6 separate regions of the Mus musculus genome follow, and regions 2, 3, 4, 5 and 6 are each linked to region 1. Evidence: chromatin contacts called from public Hi-C and promoter capture Hi-C data. All regions are on one chromosome and are shown on one strand. The core of a region is the stretch at or near the end of the contact, and the rest is flanking DNA. Distances in the headings are between cores, read along the strand shown.

Region 1 (4,909 bases), core at 1,944-4,443:
TGGTTTCAAAAAATACCCATTAAAAATGGCTTGTGTATATCCCAAAAGAGAACCCATCCTTCAATGTCAAAAAGTAATTATCATTAATTATTTGAAATACAACACCGAGGAAATAAAACCGGCATGGGGCATGTTATGAAGCAGCTCTTGTCCCTCTGGTACAGTGTCTGTGATGACACCCGCCCGCCCTCTCCTAGAGACCAGTGGGGAGCAGCCAGCGACTTGCCTTGAAGGCCATGTGCTCCAGGAAGTGGGCGGTGCCGTTGTTCTTCTCATTCTCATAGCGACTTCCCGCATCGATCCACAGCCCAACCTGAAGGAAAACCAAGCAAATCAGACAAACCCCCACATTTGGAGACATGGCGGCCGGCTCAACAGTTAAGAGCCCTCGCTGTTCTTACAAAGGAACTGAGCTAGTTCCCAGCACCATGTTAGGCAGCTCACAGCCATGTGAGCTCTCTCCTCAGTGTCTGCGACTGCCTTCGCCCTTCCTGGGTACCTGTACTCACATGCACAGTCCCATAAAAAAAACAAAATTCAGTTTCTGGACACACAAGGTCATCTCATTCCTTTTTCTGGAAAATGTTTTCCAATCTGACCATGTCTCTTTGACTACAATGAAATGACAGTTCATTCCTATAACCTGAAACTTAATTTCCAGCAGGCTGTTACAAATATCAGACTCAGCCAGGTGGTGGTGTTATATGCCTTTAATCCAAGAACCTCAGAGTTCGAGGCCAGTCTAGTCCAGGGCTATACAAATAAACCCTGTCTTGAAAAAACAAAACAAAACAACAACAAAAACAAGTATCAGAGTCAAATTCTTAACATAGCTCATTTAGCACATCTAATTAATAACTGTGGAATAGACATCAGGGACTGTCAGAAAGTCAGGCTCAGATACAAGCATAAGCTTTATAACCTCAGATAGCCACGTGACTCTCCCTGAGCTTGTGTTGCTGACGGCCGTGGGAAAGTGGCCAGGCTCATGACCGTCAGAGGCAGATGTCAGCAGTGAGAGAAGGACATAAGCACTCGGTACCAAAGTGCACCTGGAAGGGAAGGTTCAAGCTCGGAGAACCCAGCCAACCAGAGAGCTGCAGCTGTGGCTGCTCCCTCCCAGACAAGGTGCCGACTAAAGACTGTAGCAGCCAGCCGGGCAGTGGTGGCGCACGCCTCTAGTCCCAGCACTCAGGAGGCAGAGGCAGGCGGATTTCTGAGTTTGAGGCCAGCCTGGTCTACAGAGTGAGTTCCAGGACAGCCAGGGCTACACAGAGAAACCCTGTCTTGAAAAAACAAAACAAACAAACAAACAAACAAAAAAGACTGTAGCAGTGACTTACTGTGCACGTTGAGAGCCCAGAGTTTTCAGAAGCTACTCTGAGTCCATTTTCCAAACATGTCACTTGTGTCTCGGGGACATTCAGCACAACCTGTGGGGCAGCCTGTGTGCTTCTTAGTCGGTCCCCTCCAAAGTACAACGGCTGACGGGAGGAGGAGGGAAAGAGAGAAAACATTACTGTCCTGGTGTTCAGTGTCAAACAAAACAACCTCAAACAGACTCATTCCAAAACCACTTTCCTAGCCCGGGGTGGATGTAATCTGCTATGTGTGTCTGTGTGTGTGTGTCATTGGCAGAAAGCGCGGAGAATGAGGTCCCAGTTCTGGTTCCACTGGGCTCTAGCAGTAGCCTAGGAAATGTTCCTTAACCAACCGCTCTGTCAAACAGGCAACACTTGAGAGAACATGCCTTTCTCTCCAAGAACGGGAGCAGTTAGCACATTACCCTTCAACAAGCACCCTGATTCAGCTACCTCTCCTACAGATGCTTCATATTCACTAAGGACAAAAAGTCAAGAAACTGAAATAACAATACAAAACTGACTGTGTAGAAGTGAGACAGACGGGATGCTCCTGTTCACAAAGGACAGACAGAAACAGGACAGATGCTTCAGAGGCTCTCGGGCCAACTGGTTTGACTACAGACGCTTCAGCAGCTTTTTCATGTTTTCATATTGAAATGAGAAAAACGTATTTCCTAAACCCTGACCCAAAAACCTGAGACTGACCTAACCGCCAGACACAGTGGTGGTTTGAATAGGAATGGACCACAGAGGCTCACAGATTTGAACACTTAGTCATCAGAGAGAGAGACTACTAGAAGGTTGGAGGAAGTGTGCCACTGGGGTGGGTTATAGGGTTTAAAATGCTCAAGCCAGGTCCATTATCTGTCTGTCTGTCTGTCTGTGTCTATCTCTTGCCAACCCAGATGTAGAACTCTTGGCTCCTTCTCCACCACGTCTGCCAGCACTCTGCCATGCTTCCTGCTCTGATGATGATGGACGAAACCTCTGAACTGTAAGCAGCCCCAGCTAATGTGTCTTCCTTTATAAGAGTTGCCATGGTCGTGGTTTCTTCACAGCCACAGCCACAGGTACTTAAGAAATGTGTACGAGCCCGCACTGTCCTGCTTCTGTGACCCAAAGGCTTTCTGCTCCCTGATCAAATAATACACCATGACCTGACTGTGCCCTACTGTGTAGGGGCAGGCGGATCTGAGGCCAGCCCGATCTACAGGGCAAGATCCAGGACAGCCAGAGATGTTACACAGAGAAACCCTGTGTAACAACGATGTCTCAAAATATCAAAACCAAAAGCAAACCCAACTTCAAATTCATAAAGCGCTTGTCCTAGTTTCCTTTTCTCGAGAGAGAACAGCCCGACATACAATAACATTGGTAATAGCAAACTAACAGACAGACAGACAGACACACACACACACAGAGAGAGAGAGAGATCCCTTTGGAGCAAGACAACTCTCAAATAAGGAAAACGCTGGGATAAAACTCGGATGAACTGAGGTTGACGCTGTCTGGTTTGGGTGTCCATGGGCTGAGGATGGCGCTGTCTGGTTTGGGGGTCCACGGCTCCTTTTCTTACCTCCCGCGGGTGGCGTGGAGGGGGAGCAGCCGCCCCGCCCCCTCTGCGCCCGGCCGCAGCGCCCCGGGATAGCGGATCCGGAGGCCCGGCCCAAAGCACACCGGGAGCCGCCGGGGCACGGCGGAGCGAGACTCACCTGAGCAGCGGCGCGGCGAAGCGGAAGCCTTCGTGTAAATCCCCACAGGCGCCGCCGGGCCTCTGGCAACAGCGTCCGGGATAGAGCGGCCGCCGCCATCTCTGCGGTGGAGAAAGTGGAGATGTACTTCCGGGTCATGACTCCAGGCCCCAGAACTAGAGGCTGGCTCCACCCTGTGGCGGCAGCAGGAATTGCAGTCTCTGAAATTCCTTTGATTCTGTGTCTGGGCTTAGAACCCTCAATCCCTTCACCCTTTGACTCCCTCCCCAGTTCGCTCCAAATAATCAGGTCTGTAGAAATGATGTGCAAGACACACAAGGGACAAAGTGAACGGAACATGTATCCCCAGGCGGTTGGAGTTAATCAGAGAGATCCAGTGCGGGAGGGACAGACACATTGAAGGATCTATCATGTTGGTCTTCGTTGTTCTAATGTTTATAGCGTTGCTTATTCTATTCCATAGGAATACCTTTGCCGAGATTGCTACTAAAAGACAGACGCTTTACAAACATAATCTTACATTCTGTTACCATGATTTAATGTTATTTACTTCCACGTCTTAGGGCTCTGCCAAAACAAACTGCTCTTACCCGTTCCTGGGTGCCTCTTTATCCACATACACTCTAATGAAACTAAAATTTGTCAAATAGCCACTTTAGCCAATTGTCCCAGGGTTTGAGGCTTAACGAAAATAGCAAGCACTTTTTAAAATTAAAGCTTTTTATTTAACTTATTATGGGGAGGGGGTGGGTGCATGCCACTCCAAGCTTGTGGAGGTCAGAAGACAACTTTATGCAATCAGTTGCCCCTTCTACCTTTGCATGAATTCTGGGGGTGGAACTCAGGTGGACAGGCTTGCACTGCAAGTGACTTTACCCGCTGAGCTGCCTGCAAGCCCCTAGCAAGCTCTTTTCTGTGAGGAAGCGACTATTACTTTGCTAATTTTACAGTGGGAACTGAGGTATTGGCTGCCTAACAGGCTGTTTAACACTAAAGAGTGTGCGCTGTAACTTTAGAAGTTGGAGTTCTGTCTAACTTGACCCCTTGTTGCCTAATACCTAATTTACATTATCGTTCAGGTATCCTTTTCCCACCCAGCCTCCTCTTTTAACTATTCACCATTTAACAACAAGACAGGAAAATCCGGGCCGGGCGTGGTGGCGCACGCCTTTAATCCCAGCACTCGGGAGGCAGAGGCAGGCGGATTTCAGAGTTCAAGGCCAGCCTGGTCTACAAAGTGAGTTCCAGGACAGCCAGGGCTACACAGAGAAACCCTGTCTCGAAAAGCCAAAAAGACAGGAAAATCCCTTGGGCGCCTCATTGTCAGTTTGTAGCTGTAATGGTGACAACCAGTCAAACGTCCAAACCAGGAACTCCATGTCACCTTTGGTTCCTGCCTCTGACTTTCCACTCTGACTTCTTGCTATTTTATCGATAGCCATTCTAAGTGTAGAAGTTTAGACAACTGCCCTCCAGCTGGCGGCGCTGTTTGCGAAGGTTGTGGAACCTTTAGGCAGTAGAGCCTTACAGTAGAAGGCATTGGGCACAGACTCTGGAGGTTTCATAGCCTGGTCCCACTTCCCGATCTCCCTGTTTCTGAGCTGTGATGCAGCTTGATAGCGCCTGTTCCTGTCGCCCTGCCTTCCCCATCACGGATGGATGGAAGCCCTCTGGAACTGCAGGTTATTTTATCACAGTGACAGTAAAAACAAAACAAAACAAAAACTAGAAAAAATGGAATCTCAACATAGTTTGAATTTGCATTTCTCTGAAAGCCGTGGGTCGTGAGCATTTTTTTGTTCAAATATTTGTTGGTCATTTGTACTTTTAAAA
Region 2 (4,581 bases), core at 170-2,669, 2.3 Mb before region 1:
TTCTTTGGTATGTTTTAAAAACTTGCTTAGTGTTTTGGGAGACATTTTGTCATCTCTAGCATTAACTTAGAATGACTTCCTTTCTTCCAGGTTGAAATTTGCCTTCTTCCTCTCTTTCTTTCTTTCTTTCTTTCTTTCTTTCTTTCTTTCTTTCTTTCTTTCTTTCTTTCTTTCTTTCTTTCTTTCTTTCTTTCTTTCCTTCCTTCCTTCCTTCCTTCCTTCCTTCCTTCCTTCCTTCCTCTCTCTCTCTCTCTCTCTCTCTCTCTCTCTTTCTTTCTAATTCAACCAGATTTGAGTTGAGAGGGTTGTAATAGGGGGAGCTCGGAGCATATGCTGTATTGGCTATATATATATATATATATATATATATAAAACGTTATCTGTAGGATAAGTAGGTGTGGAAGACGAAAAATGGCTTATGGAAAAAAGTAGAGAAATATACTTAATTTTTTTCTAAAGAAAAATATTTATTTATTTAATGTGTATATATGTATGGCTGAGTGTGTATGTATGTATGTGTACCATATGTGTGCAGATACCTTCGAGGCCAGAAGTGTCAGATCTGCTGTACTAGAGTCCTGATGTGGGTGCTGGGAACTGAACCCCATTCATCTGGAAGATCAGCAAGTGCTCTTAAGCTCTGAGCCAACTCTCCATCCTCCCTTTTACTATTAAAATTCTTTTAATTTATGTGTGTGTGTGTGTGTTAGGTGCATGTGTACCTGGATGAGGGCAGAGGCCAGAAGAGGGCTACTGATCCCCTGAGACTGAAGTTATAGAGGTTGTGAGCTTCCACATGGGTGCAAAAGCAGTAATATTTTTTTTAACTCTTCAGTTGTCTTTTAGACACCATATTTGAAATTTTCAAGGCTAAAGTCAAAAGCAATGAACATAAGAAAAGGTAGTATTTTAATTGCTATTTCCGAAATCACACAGACACAGACAGACAGACAGACAGACAGACAGACAGACAGACACACACACACACACACAGACACACACACACACACACACACACACACACACACACACACCCCACACACACCCCCCAGAATCCGGTCAAATTTTGATATACTTTTGGGAAATGATTCGAGTAATTGAATATCAGCTTGCTGTCCTTTTCTGATTACGTTTTAAAGCATCTGGTAAGACTTAAGGTCTAAAGGGCTCAGAGAGATCCTGAGACCTTCATGGAACTTCTTAGTTGTCACCACTAACCACACAGTCAATCGTCTCCCCTGGGCGTTCCCGGACCACGCCCATCGCGCAGACCACGCCCACTCAAATCGCCCCCCCCCCATCAATAGTTTCAGATTCTCATTGGTGGAGAAGTTGTTCTGGGCCCACCCTGGGGGTCAGTGATAGGCTGATCCAGTGTGGGACGGTGGTGGTTGGCTGCTTGGGGACGGGTCTCTGGTGGTGCCTGTCAGAGAGGCTGGCGGCAGTGGCGGCTGTCCGGGCTGGGTTGTCAGTCAGAGAGAGGAGGGAAGATGGCTCGCCCGGACTCGTGCTGCTAGAAGGAGAGGGGCAGGTGGCGCGGCTGCCGGCGGAGCGCAGTCGCCCGGTCGCCGTGGTCGCCGTGGTCGCCGTGGTCGTGGGGGGAGGCCGCGGTAGGTCCGGAGCTGCTCTGGTGAGTCTGCCGCGAGCCGTACGCCGGCCCCTGAGGCGCCGGGAGACCGAGAACTTTCTTTGGTCTGGGAGGAGCGGGGCTGAAGCTGTTGCCGGCGGCGGGTAGGACTTCGTCCTGGGGCGGCGGCCCGTTGCGGGTAACGGCTCCCGCGCGAGGCGCGGCCCGAGAACCCTAAGTTGGCCGCGGCCGGCTGCCCGCTGTGAACGAGGCTCCGTTCCCGGTTGGGCGATGAGCTGGGGGTGCCCCAGGGTCGGCCTAGCACAGAGCCCACCGTAGCCTATGGCCACTGCCCACCCGTCCGCGCCGCCCAAAGCCTGGCCTCGCCGCCCACGCTGGCTCCGCAGACCCGGTGCTCTTCAGAGCGGTGCTCGCTCGGGTCTTGAATCCCGTGGGGCTGGGGGTTCGGAGTGCCAGACCGGTCTGTCTGTCCACCACCAGGAGAGCTCCTCTTCTGCCTGCGCCGCGCTGGACCCTGGAGTTCTGCCTCTTCTGCGGCTGCTGTGACCGCCCTCGAGGATCGACAGGGTTTTCTGTCCACTGAACGGTTTTTTGTTTTTGTTTTTTTGTAAGCTTCTTTCTTTTTTCTTTCTTTTCTTCCTTTCGTTCTTTTTTCCTTCCTTGCCCCCCCCCTCCCCGCACGAAAACACCCCAGGTTTGCAAGCTTCAGCAAAACTGGGTCTCTGCCCTGCAGCGTGCATGTGTTTGCTTTGTACCTTTAGAGTTTAGAGGTTCCTGAAGAATTTGGCCCTAGTGGTTTTGCACTGCACTGAATCGCTTCTGGGATAAAACGCTATTGCACGCGGGCAGCGGCTCCACTGCTCAGGTAGGGGGAGTGCTGCTGCGATACAGAGACTGCTACTGGTTGCATGCAGGGTAACACTGGCTTTCTGTACACTGGGTGTCCTTTGGGTAACAAGGTAGGTTTTGCAGGAGATGTGCCAGCCCTGTGGTTCATGCCACGCGTTGCAGTTTGAGGTTTTCAGTTGTTACAACTTTTATCTACATAAAGCCACAAAGATTAGGGTAACCTTGAAACAATGCGATAGTTCTGGGAGGTGTGTTTTCCTAGGACTGCTCTGTTGCCAATGGCACCAGCCTCCTCCCCCCAACCCCCACCCCCGATCGTTTGTGACCACTTTTCCCCTTTAGGTGAATACATTTTAAGGTTTATAAGATGACTCTTTGTATCACGTTTTTGAAGTACACTGAAGGACAAGAAAGGGGAAAGGTTTCTTTGTCAGGAGTGGTATCAAAATCAAGTATTCAGATAATTTCACTTTAGTAGTAAGGGGGAAGCCCAGCATGTATTTAGAAACCAGACTCTACAATTGACTCATTTTACAGTCATTTGATTTATTAACATTATTTCCAGAAACAAATTAGAAATCCCGTTAATAATCAGTAGCTACAGTCTCTGGGTATGCATGCCAGGTGGAGACTGGGTTGGGTCAATGCAGACAGAGTTCTGTCTTTCCTTTCATCAGGCTTGGTGGCAAGAGCTTTTACCACCAGAGCCATACTGAAGGACCCTGCTTTCCTTTTTCTACTTTTTTGTTTGTTTTTATTCTTCTATTTTATAAAATCCCCTTTGGTTACATTTTTAAAGAATGGTGTAATTTTGACAATAAGTTTAAGTATATCTTCTAGTTCACTTTTATTCAGCATCCTGTTGCCTATTTGTAATCAAGCCTAAGAAATCTTCATAGGTGACTTTTAAGAGTGTAGCTCCAAAACCAGTCATAAGATTACTTATGGCAATAAAGTAGAGATGTGTGAGTGAGACTTTTCAAGAAAATGGAAGGAAAGAAAGGAGAAAATGCTGGCTATGGAATAGCATTTCTCTGTCTTGGCCACATATAGTATTTTGCAGAACTTAAAATTTTTACTCTCAGAAGGAACCTTCCCCACCCTGTTTCCAGCAAGGGCAGGATAGGACCTAGACAACAGCATTTAATTAAACAAGAACTCTCTGAAGTATAATACATACATATTTCAATTGTGACACTTAATATTTAATATGTTAATATTTATAAAATCATTGCCACAATTAAAATAACAAACCCACATATCACCTCCTAAGATTGTTTGTATCCTTTGTTTCCTTCTGATTCTTAGGGAACACTTTCTGTTGGTATTGGATACTTTCCTGTAAAGTTTATGTTTTTAAACATATTGTTGATTTCCTAGATATTTTTAATGTGTGAACATGGTTGAAAAACCACTTGAGGGGCAGGAGAACTGGCTCTGTAATTAAGAGCACTTGTTCTTGCAGAGGACTCTGGTTTGGTTCCTAGTACCCACATGGTTGCTATTCACAACCATTCTTAGCTCCAGTTCCAGATTAGATGCCTTCTTCTGACCTTCAGAGGCACCAGGCACTCGTGTTTTTCACACACATTTGCAGAAAAAAACACTCAGACATGTAAAGTAAGTCTTTTATAAGAAGCCCCCCACAGTAGAGCATAGGTCGAAAGAATTTCATGTTTGTGCATGCATGAATAAAGAGCAGCGTCAAGGCAAAACCTCTGCCGGTGGGTATGAGGTGATTAATCCTAGTTAGTCCTTGGGGAGCCGGAGACAACGGTGATCAGTAAGAAATACATTTCTGAAGGCAACATCTCTAATAAGAAACAAGATAATGACGACTGTATTTCTTTGTTTTAATTGTCAGTTATCAGTAGTACCAAGATTGGTTTCCTAAAGTGCCCTTTAAAGGTCCACAAAAAAGTGAAGAGAGCATCCTAGTATTGTGAGAACAGAGGTTCTTCAGAAGAAGACCTGTGGTATCACTGTGGAAGGCTTTGTCAGGGGTTTTTTGGGGGGCGGGGTTGTGTTGGACGGGAATTAGCAGTTTGTTGCTTCTTTTTGAAATGCAAGTGCTGCTAAGGCTTCTTTTTAGTCCTCCAGAGTTAGGCTGCCTATCTGAATGGAGGAAGGACATTTAGCAATTG
Region 3 (4,472 bases), core at 214-2,713, 2.4 Mb before region 1:
GCTGTGACTTTGTTGCAGCCTATCTAAGGAATGAGGTAATGCTTTGCAAAGCTCCAGCCCACATCTGCCACAGTTCGGGACAGTAGGAGTATACCAGAATGAGCTTAAACAAATTTAAGCACCAGTGAGTTCGATTTAATTACCACTAGAGGTACACATCAAAGACACTTGCAATCTCAAATCATCAATTCTGTAGATCTCAAAAAGGTTACACAAAAAGAACACAAATATGAAAAGAGATGCATTTTAATAAAGAAGCCAGCCATTCACAGCTATTTCAGCATAAAAACCAGGAAAGATATAGGCATTGAAAACATAGTATCTATCCGCTACAACCAGAGCAGTGTGCCATCTTGTGAACAAAGAGAAGACTGCTGCGACCAGTGTTTGGCCTTAAGAAATCAGGAGTTGGTATCTTCCGAAATAAATCTTAAGATTCTTCTGCTGCCCATACTCACAGCAAAAGCGTCAGAAAGCCGAATTAGGTTTTTTAATCACTCAAGCTTATCTGTAGTGCTTTGTCCTCTTGAAAAACAGATTTCAGAGTCAACAAACTGACAAACATCCCCAGAATCCATAATGTGTTCTCTACCAAGTAAAACTCACGGAACCAAAAACCAACCAAGTGGTGTTCCCCTGCTTACCGGTCTATTGGAGGTTATAATCTAGTTAATTCTATCAAACACCTATCTACCGTCTCCATCGTTAAGCCGTGCCTTTCATAACCCACCTTTCAACCAAATGCTGCGGTTTCTCCAATACACGGCAAAATCAAAGACAGCACAAAGAGATCCTCTTGGTTAACAGTGGCGCCAGAACCCTTAGAAAACTGCTATTTACTGGTGACTGGCGTCGCCCTAAATGACAGGTGATTTATCAACTCGTGCCACTTGGGTGACAGGGCGGCGGGGCGGGAGCCTCCCTCCGAGAGCTCCAGATGACACCGCACGGTAAGGGAAGGCTCCAGGCCTCACGGGGAACTGGATGAGACCGGTTACACAACCGCCCCGGAGGCCCCCCGCCCGCCGCAGGAGTCCCCGTCGAGCGGGCCTCGGAAGCCCCGTGGCGGAGCAGGCCGTCAGCCAAGGCGCCGGCCCCGCCGCCAGCCTCCGCCGGACCCCTGCCCACCGCCCCGCACCGCCCCGCACCGCCCCGCACCACCCCGCACCGCCCCGCACCTGTTTCCTCATGTTGTTCATGACGCCCATGAACCCCGCCAGCAGCTTGGCTTCTTCGCGAGCCGCAAGTTTCTTCTCAGTTTTCTTCTTGCTACTCTTTTCCACGCCGGAGGTGGCCATCCTCTCTTTGCCCTCTGCGGGTTCGCGGCGACAGTTTGCCCGCCACACGCGGCAGTCTGGAGCACGGCTTCGGCGGCGGAGCTCGGAGAACTGCGGGAAAGCCGAAGGAGGACGAGACGAAGCCAACTCGGCCACGGTTGCAAGCGAAGGGAGTCCCAAGCATGCGCACTGGGTCGGGCGGGGGGGGTGCGCTCTAAGGAGGAGGGGGCGGGGCAGTGCGTCACAGCCACGCGACGCCCTAGCAACCGGCTGCGTCGCGCGGTGCGGCGTCCTCAACAGTGGGTACCCTTCGGCCTGATCCAAGCTCGCGTGTGCTTTTCTTCTACCAAAGGCCGACTTCCCAGGTTTAGATTTCGTGATGATCTATTTTGGATAATTGTGTAATAGAACAAACTAAGACGTCTCCCTATGGCGTAAGCTCCCTGAGAACAGGGTCAGTTCTTCACTGCCTTTTCAGACTGGGGCTCATTGTAGGCGCTCAGTAACTATTACAGGAAAATTGCATACTGCAAGGCAAAGGTTATTTAGGATAAGCACAAGAGTTACTTGTTTGAGATTCAGAAAGCAAAACCATTGTCCTGTCGATTTCTCCTCTCCGTGACATGCCTGCCTGTTTAGTAGGCTGTCTTTCTCATTAAAACAGATCTGGTGGGTGATGGTGGTGGTGGAGGCAGAGAGTGGTGGACTACTGAGAGAAACCCTGTCTGGGGAAAAAAACAAAATCAAAAAAACCAAAAAACTAGAGAGCAGGTGTTAGTTCCAGCCAACTTTATTGAGGTTTCCCCGGGCAGTTCTACTGGAATACAGAACTCAGTCCTAGAACTCACAGAAACATGTTCATAATGAGTTTTTTATTTTGCTGTTTAGGAATACACAGGACTGAAGTCGTTATTTCTAGTAATGAACTTTCTACATAGCCTCAGTTTTCTACCTAGATGTATGAAGAACTAGACAGAAGTTTTATGTAAAATGATCTAGACCGCTGTTGATCTAAAACAATAACTGCTTAAAAGAAAATTAAATAAATTATTTTAAGCTGCATAGGGTCAGCAATGGCCTAAAAAGGGATTGAACATATCCTGGACAGTATGTTTCTTTATAAAAGAGATTAGATAAATATATTTATCTGCAGGAGGTGGGGGAAGAAAGTTAATCAAGGCGTTTACCAGATACACTGGTGGGAGCATCAAGTTGGTGGACCACAGCACAGTGAGAAAATCCTTTTGGAAGTTTTAGACGTCATATATATATGATGCCCCCTTTCAACATGTTTTATTTAAGATAACTTTTAAATTAAATATATTCTAATCATATTTTTCCTCTCCCTCAGATCCTTCCAGATCTTCCTGTCCCTGCTCACCCAACTTTTTTTTTTTTTTTTTTAAATATATTTATTTATTTATTATATGTAAATACACTGTAGCTGTCCTCAGACACTCCAGAAGAGGGAGTCAGATCTTGTTTCGGATGGTTGTGAGCCACCATGTGGTTGCTGGGATTTGAACTCCTGACCTTCAGAAGAGCAGTCGGGTGCTCTTACCCACTGAGCCATCTCACCAGCCCTCACCCAACTTTTAAGTTGTTTGTCAAACAAACAAATCCAATACTGTAACAAAACCAAGAAAATATATAAAATGACACCCCAAAAGAAAAACAAACATCAAGTTGTAATTAAAGAAAAGTGCATGCGTGCTTGTGCATGCAAGTGTACACACATACACACACACATACACACACACACACACACACACACACACAAAGCTGGAGTCTATTATATGTTTGTCAACTATTCCTGAAAATGAGACCTTCTCTGGAGTGATTGGTATACACCAGTGTCACGCCATTAAACAAAACTGTTTTTCCCTCTCCCAGCGGGTATAAATGACAGTTTAGTTCTTACCTTCATCCTAGTGGTTTTCATGCATTCACTTTTTTAAAAATACAACAAAATAAAATATAAAACAAGACCCATTACTTTGAGATTGGACCAGGCAACCTAACAAAAGGAAGAAAACCCTTGAGAAGACACAAGAATAAGAGACCCACTTGTTCACAGACAGGAATTTAAACAACAACAACAACAGCAACGCACTAAACTGAAAAGCCATACTGTCTATACAGAGGACCTGGTGCAGACCCATGCAGACCTTGTGCATTCTGTGTCAGTCTCTGTGAGTTCCTGTGAGCTTTGCTCATACTGATTTAGTGGTCCTTGTTTCCTTGGTGTCCTCCATCCCCTCTGGCTCTTGCGCTCTTTCTGTGCTCTTTCTACCTCCTGTTTTGCAGAGTTTCCTGAGCTCTGATGGAAGGGATTTGTTGGAGACATCCTATTTAGAGCTGAGTGTTCCAAGGTCTCTCACTCTCATTGTAATGCCTGGCTGTGGGTCCCAATATTTGTTTCCATCTGCTTCAGGAGAAAGCTTCTCTGATGATGGCTGACCAAGGCACTAATTTATGAGTACAACAGGATATTTTTAGAATAATAAATATTATTTGTATTTTATTACTACACTGATTTCTTTTCTCTCTTTTTTTTTTTTTGACTAGTATTATTTGATTTTATCCTAGGTCCCTGAACTATCTAGTCTCTGGTTCTTGGCCACCCAAGTAGTATGGACCACCCAAGCAGAGTTGGTTGCTTACTCCAGAAGCTTTGTGCCATCATTACCCTAGCATAACTTGTAGGCAGTACACCATTGTAGATAAAGAGTTTGTTGCTGGTTTGGTGTTTATGTTTCTCTTTTGGTAGCGTGAAGAATACTTTCTGTACATAGCACAAAGGGGCAAAAGCTCTATGTAGGTTCCAGCTTGACATTCCCATGTTCAATGAGTTGTATGGATGCTGTCTTCAGCAGTAGGGTCTTGCTGTCAGTTTGTGGAGAGCAGCCTATCATCTAGGTAACAGCCTGGGTTGGTTGGGGATTACAATAAGGCCCCATTGGCCAACAGCTCAATGAGATGTAACCCAATCGTGGTCCTGGAAGTTTAATTTGATGACAAGAGAAGGCCAGCTGAAACTCTGTGTCCCCTGTCATTTGGTGATTTCTTTTAGATCAACTTCATATGTGTATGTATTTTAGGAAGTTTCTGCACTCTTAACCTTAGGAAGGTAGAAGCCAAGGGTCGCTAAGCTTACATTCTGATTATGAGAATGTTAGAGCAGATACAAACATT
Region 4 (4,569 bases), core at 1,532-4,031, 2.1 Mb before region 1:
GTACACATGGTGGGTATTAAGCCAGGACACCAAAAGGATCCTACCATACAACTCACTCTCCTGGGAGGACTAGATCTCTCAACTATGTGTTGGACAATTCTGAGCTGCCAAAGTTTAGGGCTCAGCAATTAGGAGCCCTGGCTGCCTGCTCTTCTTGGAGTTAGGTTCAATTCCTAGCAACCAAGTGTAACTCCAATTCCAGGGGGATTTGATGCCCTCTTCTGGCCTCCACGGGCACTGCACACACATGGTACAGACATGCAGGCAAAACATATAAAAAAGTTTTATAAATAAAACTAAAATTTTCAAAAAAAATTTCTTGATGCCCTCTTCTGGCCTCCAGGGGCACTGCACACATATGGAACAGACATGCAAGCAAACATAAAAGTAAAAATTTTATAAATAAAGCCAATTTTTTCAAAAGATCTTTTATGTTAACATTGTGACATGTTTCAGAGTAGGGCTGACGCATAGAAAACTAAATAATGGAACTTCGTTCTACAGACACAAAATTCTCATGCTCTCTATATACAATGAGAATGCCTCAGAATTCACCCGTTCCCGATATGAAGGGGAACAGGTAACCTAAAACCTTGACTCTACACACAGATGCCTACCTTCTCTTCTAGAAGTCGGACCAGTTCATCTCAAGCTCCAGAGCTGCAGAAGGAACACCAGAGGTAAGTACATCTGCAACCATTACTTAATAAATAAAGCAACACACCCATGTGTGGACTATGTTGACATTAACCATCTTTTAGTATAAATAGAACACTTAATGTACTACCCAGTACATTGGGTGGATCTACTCAGAAATGTTTGAACACAACTTGAAATGCAAAGCCATATCACCCTCTAAGTATTAAACATTCACCAACGCTCCCATTTATTACATTTATTATTTTGAGTGTGCACACACGTGTGCTAGCACACACATGAAGGTGCAAGAATAACTCTAGAGAGCTGGCTCTCTCCACCAGGTCCCAGAATCAAAGGTAACGGGCTTGGCACTGCTAAGCCCTCTCACTCCATTCTCCAACCCCTCATCTACTTTAAAAAGACATGGGGTGACTGCATTAAATTCCTGCCTGTTCTATTGGCCTCAGGTAAATCCTTTAACCCATCACAGCAGCGTATCCAGTCAGGTTAGAGTTCTCATCCTTGGCCAAGAACTGTTCCTGGAATTATGCCTGGAAAGCCAAACTTGCCATCTAACACATACCTTGAATTCATGATCATCCTGGACACAGCACTCATCTGCTCAAAAGAAAAAAGAACCAGCACTGTTACAAGCAGCAGCCACAGCTTCCTTCAGAAAGGACCTTCCTGGTGGCTCCTAGCTGCATCTGGTGATGGAAGGCCTGCCTCTGACTAGCATTTATTCCTGCACAGAGCTCTAATCTTCATACTGCTGACAGCTGGGAGTCCATTTTATTCCCTCTGGGCCATCTTTCCCACTATTTCCACCCCAGAAGCAAAAACTCTTAATGTTTAGAAGCAAATAGTACTGCAGGTAATAGCAGTACTCTTCCTTTAAGAAAGTGAAACATTTTCTCTGATTTCAAAACCAGAAGCAGCGTCAGATGTGTCTCCTGAGCCTGAATGAGGAAGGGAAAAATAACTCCTTACCTTAGAAGGTGGCTCATGCTGCCCTTCACTCTCGAAGGGGCTCAACAGAACCCTAACCTCTAACGGAAAGAAAACTACAACACAGGGAACTTGTTTACAAGAGCCCACAAGCCTATTTTTCCTCTAAAATGTCCTTTACCAGGCACAGTGGCTTATGTCCATAAATGCCAATACTTAGGGTCCTAGAGCACAAATATTCTCTGGGCCAGTATGACAATCTGTCTCAATAATCTAATAATCTTTTAAAAAGATTTATTTCTTCTATATGAGTGCACTGTTGCTATCTCCAGACAACACCAGAGGAGGGCATCAGATCTCATTACAGATGGTTGTGAGCCACCATGTGGTTGCTGAGAATTTAACTCGGGAACTCTAGAAGAGCTGTCAGTACTCTTAACCACTGAGTCATCTCTCCAACCATGATATTTACTTTTAATTGGTGTCTCAATCAGTCACCTCTTAAACAGGGAGGACTCCTGGGTGCTCGCTAAACACCTATACCCGGTCTTAGGAATTCCAAATCACGATTCCTAAATCATTGCTTATAAGTCACCTTGCTTAAGTGCTAATCCAGTGGCTCAGATTTCTCCCAGGACCCAAAACCCAGACAGGCTGGGTCTGTGTCAGCAGTAGGGTAATCCAGGTCCTGTAGGCAGAGGTCCCTGCTGGACTCGGTTGCAGGTATCCGCCTGAATATACCCTCAAACCTTAAAACAAATGAGCACAAAACAAAAAGCCCAGCCTTTGTGCCAAGCAGCAATTAAAGGACACGTGCGGCGGCGAGGACGCGCCTGCGTGGGCGAAATCACCCCTGCCCTTGCTGACACTGGGATTATCCTGCCTCCTGCTACTTTCCGAGCTCTGATCTCATTCGCTTCCTAAATAGTCGATGTCCCCGTCATCGGAGTCCTGGGCGGGCGGGAAGCCCCGAGTGTGCCCAGGACCCGGGCTGTCCGGACGCCGCGCCTCCATCCGAGAGGGGACAAATCCGGGCAGCGCAAGGCTGATCGCCTGTCCCACACAGAAGGGACGCGTATGGGCAGGGACCCGCGCCACGGGCGAGCGCCGTGAAAATCGCCAAGACCACGTGGCGTGGTCCTGGGACTCGCAATGGGGAGAGTACTTACCAGGAGCGCGCCGCGGCGGAAGAGCTGGGCGCCAGGGCGGGACCGAGTTTAAAACCGACCGGACATTGAGCACCGGGGCTCAGCCAACCAGAGTGGCCCAGCGCCCCTCCTGCCCGCCCCTTCCCCCGTTCCCGCCTGACTCCAGCGCCGGCCCTCACGCGCCCCCTGGCGGCACCAGAGCCACTGGCCCCGCCCGCTTCCCCAAAAAGACTTAAACTATGTCTGTCTGTGATATTTGCATGTGCTCAAAATGCCAGACATAGGTGTCAGCTTCCCTGGAGCTGGACTCACAGACAGCTGTGAGCCTCCTAAATTGAATGCTGGGAACTAAATTCAGGTCCTCTACAAGAACAGAACACTGTTTAAGCGGCAAACCATCTCTCTAGCCATGTAAAAACAAAACGTAAACCAACCAAACAGACCAAAACATCCGCCATTAAATTCCTGCTACATCCTGCCACAAGTAAGCCACCTTTTATTTCTCCTTATAGCAACAGCCCTCAAAAGAGTTGCCTACTCTTTGTGTGCTCTTGGTATGTTAAGCGTCACAGGCCACTGAGGAACTGAAAAGTAAGACACCACCATGGTACCACTTACACACTTATCAAAACGCCTGCACCCCAGACCCCACTCATCCATTGCTTGTGGGAACGCAAGAGGAGAATTCAGAAGACAGTGGTGTAAGAAGGAACCAACTGAAGCCATTTGGAACAGGCCTTAACTCAAAGTTTAAGTTCCCAAGACCTCCCTGGGTAACTGACTTCCTGCTTGGTGAGTAGAAGCATGGATGCTAGGTGAGTGCACTTCAACATGAACGCTGCAGTTGAGTCCTGTAGGAACAGAGTAAGTGCACCACAAAGACGTGCTCTTAAGGAAGTCCCCTACCCCTAAGTCCTGATTGGTGGGATAACTTAGCACAGACGTTTATGGATTTCAAGCTTAAAAGCCCCGTACCATTCTGGCTTGGGGTTGCAGTTCAGTTCCTGAGTCTCTTCTATGGCCCTGATTGATCAGCAGCAGCCCGAGTGCAATACATCTTTGTCATCTGCTTAAATACTTACTAAGATGTTCGAAGACGCAGTCAGACGGAGTCTGTGCTGCTGTTCCTAACTGGTTGATTTTTGCTGCCTAATTCAAATAAAGATCTTGCTTTGGGGGGACTCTTGAACCTGCTCGGGTTGTTTTGGATTTTTAGACCCCAACACAAGAACATATCTATAGGCACCTTAAACTGTTTCTCTATTTGTTTCTCAGTATGTGTACGTGAGTGTCTTTGTGTTTGTGCTCGTGTTGCCCATGCACGTGGAGGTCACAGGTTGGTGTTTCTTTCCCTCAATTATTCTCCACATTATTTTTTGAGACAAGTTCTATCACTGGGCGTCACTGACTCAGCTAGACTCTTCACTAGTCCTCCCCGCCCTGCAGAGGTCTCTGCAGCCTGCATGGGCATCAGAGAGAGGAGCCTTGGGAGGTGAGGATACAAGGCAGGTCAGCTCCACAGGGCTCAGTGGTCAGCGCTGACAAAACTTTGGCAGTCAGACCTCAGTTATTTATTTTAGGTATACTTAAGCACAGCACAGTGTGGCCAAAACTATCCTTGTGATGGTTTGTTGCATTCGTCCTCGACCAGCCCGAACGACAAGACCACCAGTTCTTCTAACAGCAGTTTATTCGGCAACCTTCAGTCTTCATCTCTCTCCCTCTTCATCTCTCTCCCCCAACCCCGGGCCTCTCACTCTTATATACTCTCAGCCCGCATCCACTCACGGCAGGCCACGTCACCTCACCAGGCACAAGGCTTCAGCCAATCAGG
Region 5 (4,535 bases), core at 1,768-4,267, 2.1 Mb before region 1:
ATCAGATGGTTGTGAGCCACCATGTGGTTGCTGGGATTTGAACTCATGACCCCTGGAAGAGCAGTCAGTGCTCTTAACCGCTGAGCCACCTCTCCAGCCCTTATCTGTTGTTTCTTAAGACAGGCTGGAGAAATAACAGCTCTTGTCGATTTTGTAGAGGACCAGGGTTGGATTCCCAGAGCTCATATGTGAGTAGCCTAGAACCGTCTGTAGTTCCAGTTCCAAGTAGGCTGAAGCTGAAGCCCTCTTCTGGCCTTCCGTGGCACCAGACATGCATAGTCACAGACATCTAAATTTTAAAAGCACAAGTCTAGGCTTCACTATTCTTGCCCATAACTTTAAAAAAAAAGAGCTAAAAACCAAATACACTAATATTTGTGTACAATATTTTAGATACACTATAATTCTGTGACCTAACCTGATCTCCATATCATGGTAATCCTCCTGCCTCAGCCTCCTAAGGGCTGGGATTTCAGAAGTGAGCCACACCTGGCTTGGCAGATTTTTATGTCTCTTCCCTTTCATTTTTTATAAAGAGCCTGCACACTGTCGCACAGCAGTTAACTGAGCCACTGAAGACACGGACAAAGTCCTTAACGAAGTAGTTTGCACCTGACGCTCTAAAATGACAATTCGGCTGATGTCAAGAGTCAAGGCATCTGGGCAGACAAAAGTAGAGAAAGTTTGTTTGCATTTTTTGGTTTGTTTCCTTGTTTGTTTGTTTGTTGTTTTGTTTTGTTCTGCTTTTCCCCTTTTGGTTTACAAATGGGCTGGCAGGTATTTCCTAAACTTTTGAGATTTTATGTGTGTAGGTGTTATATGTATGTCTGTTTACCACATTAGTCAACGTACATAGAGGCCAGAAGAGAGCATTGAATCTCCTAGAACTATAGTTACAAGCAGTTGTTAGCCACACTGTAGGTGAAGTCAGCTCCTCTGAAGAATATCAAATTCTCTTAACTGCTAAGCCCATTCTGTCTGCTGCTTTGTTTGTTTGGTGGTGTAGGGCTCAAGTTCAAACCCAGGGCTCCCAAAGTTCTAGGCAAGAAAGAGCTCTGGCACTTTAACTTCCCAGGCCACTTCAGGCTTTGGGTTTTGTTTTGTTTTATTTTTTTTAATTATTATTTATTTGTTTAAGGATTTGTTCATTTGATTTATGTGCACAGGTGTTTGCTTCCGTGAGTTTATGTGTACCATGTGTGAGCAAGAGCCCTGGGATGGCAGGACTGTACATTTAGACTTCTAAGACTGAAGTACTGAGCTGTCACGTGGGTTCCAGGAACTGAACCCAGGTCCCCTGTAACAGCAGCAAGCACTCTTAAGCACCAAGCCATCTTTCAAGCTTATCAGAAGCCAACAGTAAGAGCAAACTTCCTCCTGGGAGCCACATGGAAATGTGGGCACCCTTTCTCTTACTGTCAAGGTCACTGAGCTTAACTGTTAACATAAGGGCTTTTTAAAAAATACTTCAGGCTGGAGAGATGGCTCAGAGGTTAAGAGCACTGACTGCTCTTCCAAAGGTCCTGAGTTCAGGTCCCATCGACCACATGCTGGCTCACCATCACCCATGATGAGATTTGACGCCCTCTTGTGGTGTGTCTGAAGACAGCTACAGTGTACATAGATATAATAATAAATAAATCTTTAAAAAATACTTCAAAAGCTCCTAAAGAGGTTGGGCATGTGACATCTGTGAAATAGAAGACTGTGGATCTGGAGTCCAAGGTCATCCTTAGTCACACAAAAGTCTGGGGCGAACCTGGGTTACGCTCCACCTTGGTTAAAGAGAGAGAGAGAGAGAGAGAGATTGAGAGAGAGAGAGAGAGAGAGAGAAACAAAAACAGCCCCTTCAGGGTGCTGGATTCCTAATAACCTGCTACGCTTATCTCAAGTGAAATAACAAATATCCAGGAGTCTGACATAGTTTCCTGTCCTAGGTACTGGGTCTTTTCCATGTCACCTACCCAGACCAAGCCCTGGGACCTAAGGTGTGGGCTACCTGCAGCAAACTGTAATTACTTACTCACTGAAGGCAAAAGTACAATTAACCTATTATCAAACCTCTTCCTAGAACCCAGTAACAGTGACCAGCATAACCCCTCTAAATACCTGATAACGAGCTGACAGTTCATTAAAATGGCAGGTCCCAGTGAAGCCAAACCAGTCACTGTCCTAGGAAGGAGCGTCAATGTGCTCTTTCTATATTTCACAGTCTTAGAGAGACAAAAGTCCACGTGCAAAGATAACTAATATTTATTACTGTTTAAACATTGTACAGAAAGAATACTCCATTGAAAAGATAGCAGACTAAGAAACTCTTTTGCAGACTCTGAAAAGGCGAGCTTCGAAGGGCAGCTAGACAAAAAGAACTAAGGGTTTAAAGCCTGCTTACTTTTCACGTCTGTGTTCTTCGTTTCGTCACCACTCTCGGGGCAGCACTGGCAGAAAAACAGGTGTGGCAAACAAGTTAGACTGAAGTAAGTGGAATTCATACAGCGCTCCGAAAGGTCCCATACTGACGGGCGGAGAGGTCCTAGGCGCCTCTCCCAGGGGCATGCCTGACACTACTGCCACCTTCCCAGAGGTCTGGACCACCTCCCCAGGGTCCGAGTTACTCTGCCCGGGCACCGAGGCCACTTTCCCGCCAACTCTCAAAACTGTCATCTTCTGGGACATCGGACATTGCACTGTGACTACCTCCCCAGGGACTCCCTTGCCTGCTTCCGGCCGTGGGAACCACCGCCAAACCACTTCCAAGGTAACCTGTCCCCGGGGCGGAGGTGGGGTCTGTGCCACCTCGCAGGGTCACCAGCGTCCCTTCCCCGGGTTTCCAGGGACGCCTCACCGGGGCTGCCGGCACTTCGCCGATATCGTCAGCCGCAAGCATCCTGCCTCCGCACGAATTCTGGATTCCATGCACCGCCAGCCCGGCCTGCAGAGTCCGGCTAGGGAACACACAGACTGGGCGACCAGACCAGCCTTCTGGGACGCAGGGTTGAGCGCCACCTCGACTTCCTATCACCGACTCTCTGGTTCCGTTCTCTTGGCCTAGAGAGGCATATCTGCGCGCCGCTGTCCTGTTCTGTGGCGCCCCCTGCTGGTTGGATGTCATGTTGGCCGCTCAGGGAACCTGGCAGCCCTACTGCTTCCCAGGCTGCTGAGTTCTGTGCAGGAGCTCTCTCCACTTCTTTGGAGTTACTAAAAATAAAATTCGGCCCTGGCATGGTGTCTCACACTTGGAATTCCACCGTTTGGGAGGTGAAGGCGGGAAAACCAGTAGTTCAAAGTCAACTCCAGCTACACACTGAATTCAAGGAGGGGAGAGGAAGGAGGGGAGGAGAAAATACTCATGATACCCTTAGGATGGTGAGCCACAAGTCGGGAGCGGAGGCGGGAAGATTGCCACTAGTCCCTGCCAGCTTGCTCTATAAAGTGAATTCGGTATCAGCTAGAACAACACCTATCTCAAAATGGCTCAGCGCATAAAAGCATTTGCCACCAAGACACCGGAGTTCCATACTTGGCCCACGTGGTACTAGGTAGGAGTGTCAAAGTGCTCTTTCTATATTTCACAGTCTTAGAGAGACAAAAGTCTACGTGCAAAGGTAACTAATATTTATTTATTTATTTATTTATTTATTTATTTATTTATTTATTTATTTATTTTTGGTTTTTCGAGACAAGGTTTCTCTGTGTAGCCCTGGCTGTCTTGGAACTCACTCTGTAGACCAGGCTGGCCTCGAACTCAGAAATCCGCCTGCCTCAGCCTGTAACTAATAGTTATTACTGTTTAAGCGTTGTACAGAAAAAAATACTCCATTTAAAAGGTAGGGACTAAGTAACCTCTTTTGTAGACTCAAGAGTAAGCTTTGAAGGACAGCTAGACAAAAGGAACACTCCTTCATATATTTTCGAACTGGAAGGTCCAGATCTGTTTGTAGGAGGGTTGAAACATTCTGGGAGTCAGACAGAGAAAGAGCACTCAAAATCTGGCATCCAGTTTGCTGGGCAAAGCCCCCTAAACCTCTACTGTTTTCCAGGGAGGAGGAACTGAATTACTTAGAAGCAAGGGATAGGTAGAGAACATGGAAATTTGACAGGCAAACCCTGGAAGGCAATGCCTTTGAGACCAAACAAATGGGGAGAAAACAGAAAAAAAAAAAACAACAAGCAAACAAACAAACAAAAATCTTTAGAGGAAACAGAAACTACTCCGTGAGAAGAAAACTCACTGAGGTGTAGACATACATGCAGACAAAACACCCATACACATAAAATGAAAAAAAATAAATAAATAAGAGCCGGGTATGGTGGTGCATGCCTTTTATCCCACAACTCAGGAGGCAGAGGCAGGTGAATCTTTATGAATTCAAGGCCAGCCTCATCTACATAGTGAGTTGAAGGATAGACAGAGCTATATAGTGAAACCCCGTATAAACAAACAGACAGACAGACAAACAGGATCTGGAGAGATGGCTTCAGCAACTAAGAGTACTAGCAGCTCTTTCAGAGAATCCAGGTTCACTTTCTAGCAC
Region 6 (4,777 bases), core at 1,412-3,911, 2.5 Mb after region 1:
GGTATTGGTCAATTGTAGTAAACTGAACCCTAGCCTTGAACTTCACATTTGTTATCTATTGCTATTATGTAGTATCGTAACCTAAAATGTAGCAACACAATTTTCTGAATTTGAGTTCAAAGTATGTCACTTTGGAAAATGCTAGGATAGTAAACCCTCTTCTTCAGGGTCATATAATACTGCATGTCTATATTAGATCATCTAAAATGACATACGATGGATACTCAATAAATCCCACTGAAGATGTTTTCTTCCTTGACAGCTTAGCTTTAGAGAAGTTTATGAACCTTTATTCTCTCTTGTTTACTTCGGAACTTTTCTTTTTACATGTTAATTTTATTCTGAAAAAAACAACTGCTCTATATAGTATTTCTTCATAATGGATCACAGCATGAAGAGCAATTCTGATACAGTAATACTCAGAATTTCAACACTGGCGCAAGACAAATAACAATAGATAACAAACTGTCATACCATGCTGGTATGTTTGAGACAGATCTGTCCTGTCCACCTGTGCCACCCAAGAAACTGCATTACCACCAGAGGAAAACAAAGGCACGCTACATTTGTACAATAAAGTCTTTTCTAATGAAAGTTTTCTCTCAGGACCACAATTTTATTTCAAGCAAAGACATTTTTTCAGCAAGATTCCAATCTCTCTAAATTAACTTCACAGCCTAGAAGAGACTTGACAGAAGCCAAGTTAGAACACAGGGAGCCTGGGCTGTTGACCAGCTTGCATCTCCATCCACCTCTATGCCACAAACACGCCCCCATGTCTGGAGCTAGAGGAGAGTCCAACCACAGAGAAATCCTAGTCAATAAGAAAATTCCAGTCAATGAAGAATACTTAGGGGAACCCTTGTAATGCCGCAGTCTGCCTCCCCTTCCACATTAGAAAGCTCTCCCAGCTCCCCGCTTCTTAATCTCTGCCCCTCCTCCTGCCTGCTGGCCAGGGGCGATCTCTAGGGTTAGTCAGTCTGCACGTGACTCACGGTGCCCACATGACATGACCATGGGCGGGGGAGAAAGACCGAGGAGTGAAGCAGGGAAAAAGTTACTGAACACTACCGGTCAAAGCGTCCAAACCAATTTGTCCCTTTCCTTCCTCTCCCGTCAGTGATCCCTAGGGAACCGCTACGGACCAAGGTGTCTCCAGACTAGTTTTGGATATCCTGCAAGGGGTCTCCACTTGCCCCAATATTCAGAGCTTCTCCCATTCTCTCTAGCGACAGCTCTGCACCTCAAGTTGCTCCATCTTCCTTTCTTCCTCCTCCCTTGCTTTCCTCCTTCCCCGAAAGCTCTGTGTCCACTGTGGACATGCCATTGGCGCACATTCTATTTGGCCTAAAGCTCAGAGGAGGTCAGACAAGGCCAAGCATCTTCCAAAGGGGAGGGTCCAACTGGGCAAACTAAGTTGCCTGCTACAGTACCACCTGGCTTAGCCGGCCAGCCAGCCCCCCAGTCCCGGTCCCCCTAATGCTCCGAACACAGTTACCGTGCTCTCTGGACCCCACCCCGCGGTGGCGCAGCATACACCCATCCAACACCCGCGCCCACCCTGTTAATGCCATCCCCACGCCGGGGTCCCACCGCCAGGCAGAGCACCGAACAAGCTGCGCTCACCTTGCTTGACACACTTGAGCCGGAGGGGGTCCTTGCAGTGTTTGATCACGGCCAGAACGTCCCTGATGGTGAGCCCCGCCACGGGGGTCTCGTTCACCTCCAGCAGCAGCTCCTCGGACACCAACTTGCTGCCGCTTTCATAGGCCACCTTGCCCGGCTTCACCTCCCCCAGGTAGGGGAACTGTCCGTTTTCCGCGCCCCCCTTCAGTTCAAAGCCCAGCTGGCCCTCCGGGTTCCTGCCAATGACACTCTCGTGGACTTTGCTAGTCCAGTGGCTTTTCTTTTTCAAGCTTTTGGACATGGCAGTAGGGTGAGTCGCCTCAGTTCCAGAGGGTCCTTTGGGAAGGAGGGTCTGGGAGTCAAAATCGGGATGGAGGAGCAAGGGGGCCAAGGGAAGAGGGTGGCAGACTTTGCCTTTCTCTCCCTCTGCTCCGCGCTTTCCCTCTTCTTTGGATGGAGTGTGGCGGAGGAAGGGGGAGGATGAGAGGGACGGCTGGGCAGAGGTAGGAGAGCTTGGGTGAGGTTGTGCTGTCCCTTGAATGACACTCAAGGCTTTGGCCCCGCAGCGGAGGAAGCTGTGGTGGCGTTGGCGGCGTTAGCGGCGGTGGCGGCGGCCGAGCCAGCGCGAGCAGTGGCCGAGCTGGTGAGCGGGTGGCGTGGGGGTGGGGAGGAGGGTAGGGATGCCGGGGGCCACTCCTGCGTGCTGCGAGTGGGGAGCGCGCGCGCGCTCGCCGGCCTCTGTGTTGTTAGCCGATATCCATGGCAGCTGCAGTGGCAGCGGTAGGGAGCGCGTGTGTGTGCGCGTGTGCGCGTGTGTGCCTGTGTACTAGTTGTACTGTACTGGCAGGATGCAAGCGGGCGGCGGGGAGGGGGGAGCGTTGGGGGATGCGAGCCGAGGGAGGAGGCGCGCGCACCGAGTGGAGCGCCAGGGAGGGCTTCGCCGCCGTCTCCCTCCCTCCGCGGCTTGACCCGGTAGTGAAGGCGCTGGGAGAGGCAGGCCCCGGGCCGCCCTGCAGCCTGCGGGAGGAGGCGGGAGCCGGGAAGGAGGGGAGCGGAGGCCCGACATGGGCAGGCCGGTGAAGAGAGCCGGGATCCCTGGGTGGACCTGTCTTCAGCTTCCCTGTGAGCCGGGCTGCTAGCCTGCAGGACGCCCCGACTTGCCCACACCCCAACACTGGACAAAGCAGAAATCCGGGGAACCCGATGCCGAGCCTGGTGGCCCATCTACAGCACAGTCTTCTGGGGCTCCATCCTGCCACAAGGAAGCTGGAGTTCGGGGTCCCAGCATGGAACTGCAGAGGGCCTGGCAGGCGGAGCCCGTGGAGAGACTTCACTATTGGCTCGCTCCACTTTTTACAGTCTTTCATTCCTCGCAAAGTTCTCAGAAGTGCCCCTCCGATAGAGGAAAGTTAGAGGAAGGAGTCTGGTCGTCCTGGATGCAAGAATAAGGTGAAATAACATCTGCAGAGCAGGGCCATGTGTCCTCTTGGAAGAAACTGAAGAGGATTGAGTGGAGACAGGATAGAGGAGGGCACCTGCCCTAGTTGAAGAGTGGAGAGGGGCGGTGGGGTAGGTGTTAGGGAGATAAATGGAGTAAGAGCCTAGACATATAAATGGTGAGTGTAACCTGGACAGGAGTCAAGTTTTAGGTTAATCAGACAAACAAGTCTGCTACAGGAAAGAAAAGAAGGCTCTTGGTGGAGCGCTGTACCCCCATCTAGCTCCTTCCCCTTCTCCAAATTTAGAGCCAGGTGGAAAGCTAAGCAGGACACAGGGGGCTGAGGGCTGCTGACTTCTCCAGTCAAACCCTGAGTGGTGCTTTTTGAGTTTCCGTAGCTTACATTCCATTTGCTTAACTTTGAAATAATATGTTTCAGGCAAAAAGAAAAAAAAAAAAAGGAACCACTCACCCACTCATCTTTGTAAATCAGAGTATGGGAAGGAATTATCAGCAGTTAAGAGCTTTGATGTCTGGGATGTAGTGTGGGAGGAAAGCAAGGCGGTTCAAAAGGCTTAGCTGACCCAGACAGAAAAGAGGGGGTGTGTATCCTGGCTCTGGGGCTTTTCAGGAGTGCCACGTTTAGCAGGCTGTTCCACCTTTCTCTGGTTGTTTCCTTTTAAATAGGGGTAACAGTACTAGTGGGGCCTGGTGCACTGAGAAGACAGACAGGCAAGGCAGGGAAGGGACTGCCCCATACAGGTTTGTTGGCTTTGAACAGTAGGTTCTTCCTCTTCAGCCCCACCCCCACATCGTGGAGAGGACAGCAAATTAGGTCAGAGCTGAAGATCTTTACAAAGGATGAATTTGCTTGACTTTGTGCCTTTTTCCATTTGAGAAAAGTTGGCTATGACTGGTGAGGACTACCCAGTCCTTGGCCTTAAGGAATGCTCCTGAGCCAGCAAGATTTCCATTGAAAGGCCAGTCTCATGAAAAGTTAGGCTGAGGATTATAAAGCACCATTCTAAGTGGAAAGTGATAGAGGCAGTGAAGAACAGAATTTGCATTTGTTTAACAGCAGTTACAAATTACCTCCAATGTGTCCGCTGTTATTCTAATTGTTTATCACGTATTATGGTTATATTATATAGTTTATATACTTTACAGGTGAGGAAAGGAAGGCACAGAGATAGATTGGACAGAGATTTATTTGTTTTATGTCTTACAAAGTTATGCACCTAACCAATGTGACAATAATTTTATGCATTCAGACCCTTGCAGGTTGTCGTCACACCTGTATGTAGTCACTGTCTTGAGCTACTCCCTCTAACCCATATTACTTAGCACATGTCATAGTAGGACTCAGTATAGTGTGACCATGGTTTTAGGCCTGTTCCTTTTGTGGGACAGAAGAAAAACAGGGAAGCAGCTGCTTTCCCTAGGAGGCTCACTCATACCATTCTTAAGCTGGCAGAGCCACAGAGCTCTCTGTCTGCTCCTAGACCACCCTATATTGACTTGTATGCAGCTATTGGAATCAGAATCTCTAAACACCTCTCTCTTCCTCCTACATAGTTTTTTATTTTGTCCACTTGACACACATTTATATTTTTTTGGGAAATAGAACTGCAATTGAAAAAATTGCCTCTGCCAGATGCCTATCAACAAGTCTGTAGGGCATTTAAAAATTATTAATAATTGATGTTGAAGGGT

The links. Promoter capture Hi-C pulls out the DNA fragments that hold promoters and counts their contacts. Hi-C and Micro-C count contacts between places; a contact is called where the count stands out from the background.
Region 2: a promoter capture Hi-C map of pre-B cells shows a contact between it and region 1, with 4 times the contacts expected there. The contact joins the promoter of Fam126a here to the promoter of Pmpcb in region 1.
Region 3: a contact with region 1 is called in a promoter capture Hi-C map of pre-B cells, with 6 times the contacts expected there. The contact joins the promoter of Klhl7 here to the promoter of Pmpcb in region 1. A contact is called at or near these places in 4 of 39 promoter capture datasets (cranial neural crest, liver, pre-B cells and 1 more), 1 of 484 Hi-C or Micro-C datasets (B cells) and 1 of 115 datasets of contacts at active chromatin or transcription factors (astrocytes).
Region 4: a promoter capture Hi-C map of embryonic stem cells shows a contact between it and region 1, with 2.7 times the contacts expected there. The contact joins the promoter of 2700038G22Rik here to the promoter of Pmpcb in region 1. A contact is called at or near these places in 1 of 39 promoter capture datasets (embryonic stem cells) and 1 of 115 datasets of contacts at active chromatin or transcription factors (astrocytes).
Region 5: a promoter capture Hi-C map of liver shows a contact between it and region 1, with 4 times the contacts expected there. The contact joins the promoter of Rint1 here to the promoter of Pmpcb in region 1. A contact is called at or near these places in 7 of 39 promoter capture datasets (the 3T3-L1 cell line, cranial neural crest, embryonic stem cells and 3 more), 1 of 484 Hi-C or Micro-C datasets (B cells), 3 of 115 datasets of contacts at active chromatin or transcription factors (astrocytes and embryonic stem cells) and 1 of 9 other capture datasets (liver).
Region 6: a contact with region 1 is called in a Hi-C map of uterus, with 7 times the contacts expected there. The contact joins the promoter of 4921504A21Rik here to the promoter of Pmpcb in region 1. A contact is called at or near these places in 1 of 484 Hi-C or Micro-C datasets (uterus) and 1 of 115 datasets of contacts at active chromatin or transcription factors (astrocytes).

Annotation. Positions count from the first base shown.
Region 1 is chr5:21,735,444-21,740,352 of GRCm38.p6, reverse strand. It overlaps Pmpcb (peptidase (mitochondrial processing) beta), which reads right to left and starts at 3,193. Exons shown (of 13, transcript NM_028431.2): 1 at 3,077-3,193; 2 at 1,344-1,484; 3 at 227-313. The coding sequence starts at 3,175.
Region 2 is chr5:24,027,528-24,032,108 of GRCm38.p6, reverse strand. It overlaps Fam126a (family with sequence similarity 126, member A), which reads left to right and starts at 1,419. Exons shown (of 11, transcript NM_053090.3): 1 at 1,419-1,630.
Region 3 is chr5:24,097,581-24,102,052 of GRCm38.p6, reverse strand. Klhl7 (kelch-like 7) reads right to left here and starts at 1,463. Exons shown (of 11, transcript NM_026448.3): 1 at 1,179-1,463. The coding sequence starts at 1,298.
Region 4 is chr5:23,848,809-23,853,377 of GRCm38.p6, reverse strand. 2700038G22Rik (RIKEN cDNA 2700038G22 gene) reads right to left here and starts at 2,781. Exons shown (of 4, transcript NR_045042.1): 1 at 2,757-2,781; 2 at 1,223-1,257; 3 at 618-660. Gm42228 (a long non-coding RNA gene) reads left to right here and starts at 339. Exons shown (of 2, transcript XR_880875.3): 1 at 339-680; 2 at 3,248-3,924. It overlaps Snord93 (small nucleolar RNA, C/D box 93), which reads right to left and starts at 1,145; the gene lies at 1,101-1,145.
Region 5 is chr5:23,786,193-23,790,727 of GRCm38.p6, reverse strand. It overlaps Rint1 (RAD50 interactor 1), which reads right to left and starts at 3,017. Exons shown (of 15, transcript NM_177323.4): 1 at 2,846-3,017; 2 at 2,393-2,438. The coding sequence starts at 2,887.
Region 6 is chr5:19,224,439-19,229,215 of GRCm38.p6, reverse strand. It overlaps 4921504A21Rik (RIKEN cDNA 4921504A21 gene), which reads left to right and starts at 2,661. Exons shown (of 3, transcript NR_102342.1): 1 at 2,661-3,075. Magi2 (membrane associated guanylate kinase, WW and PDZ domain containing 2) reads right to left here and starts at 2,170. Exons shown (of 23, transcript NM_001170746.1): 1 at 1,627-2,170. The coding sequence starts at 1,927.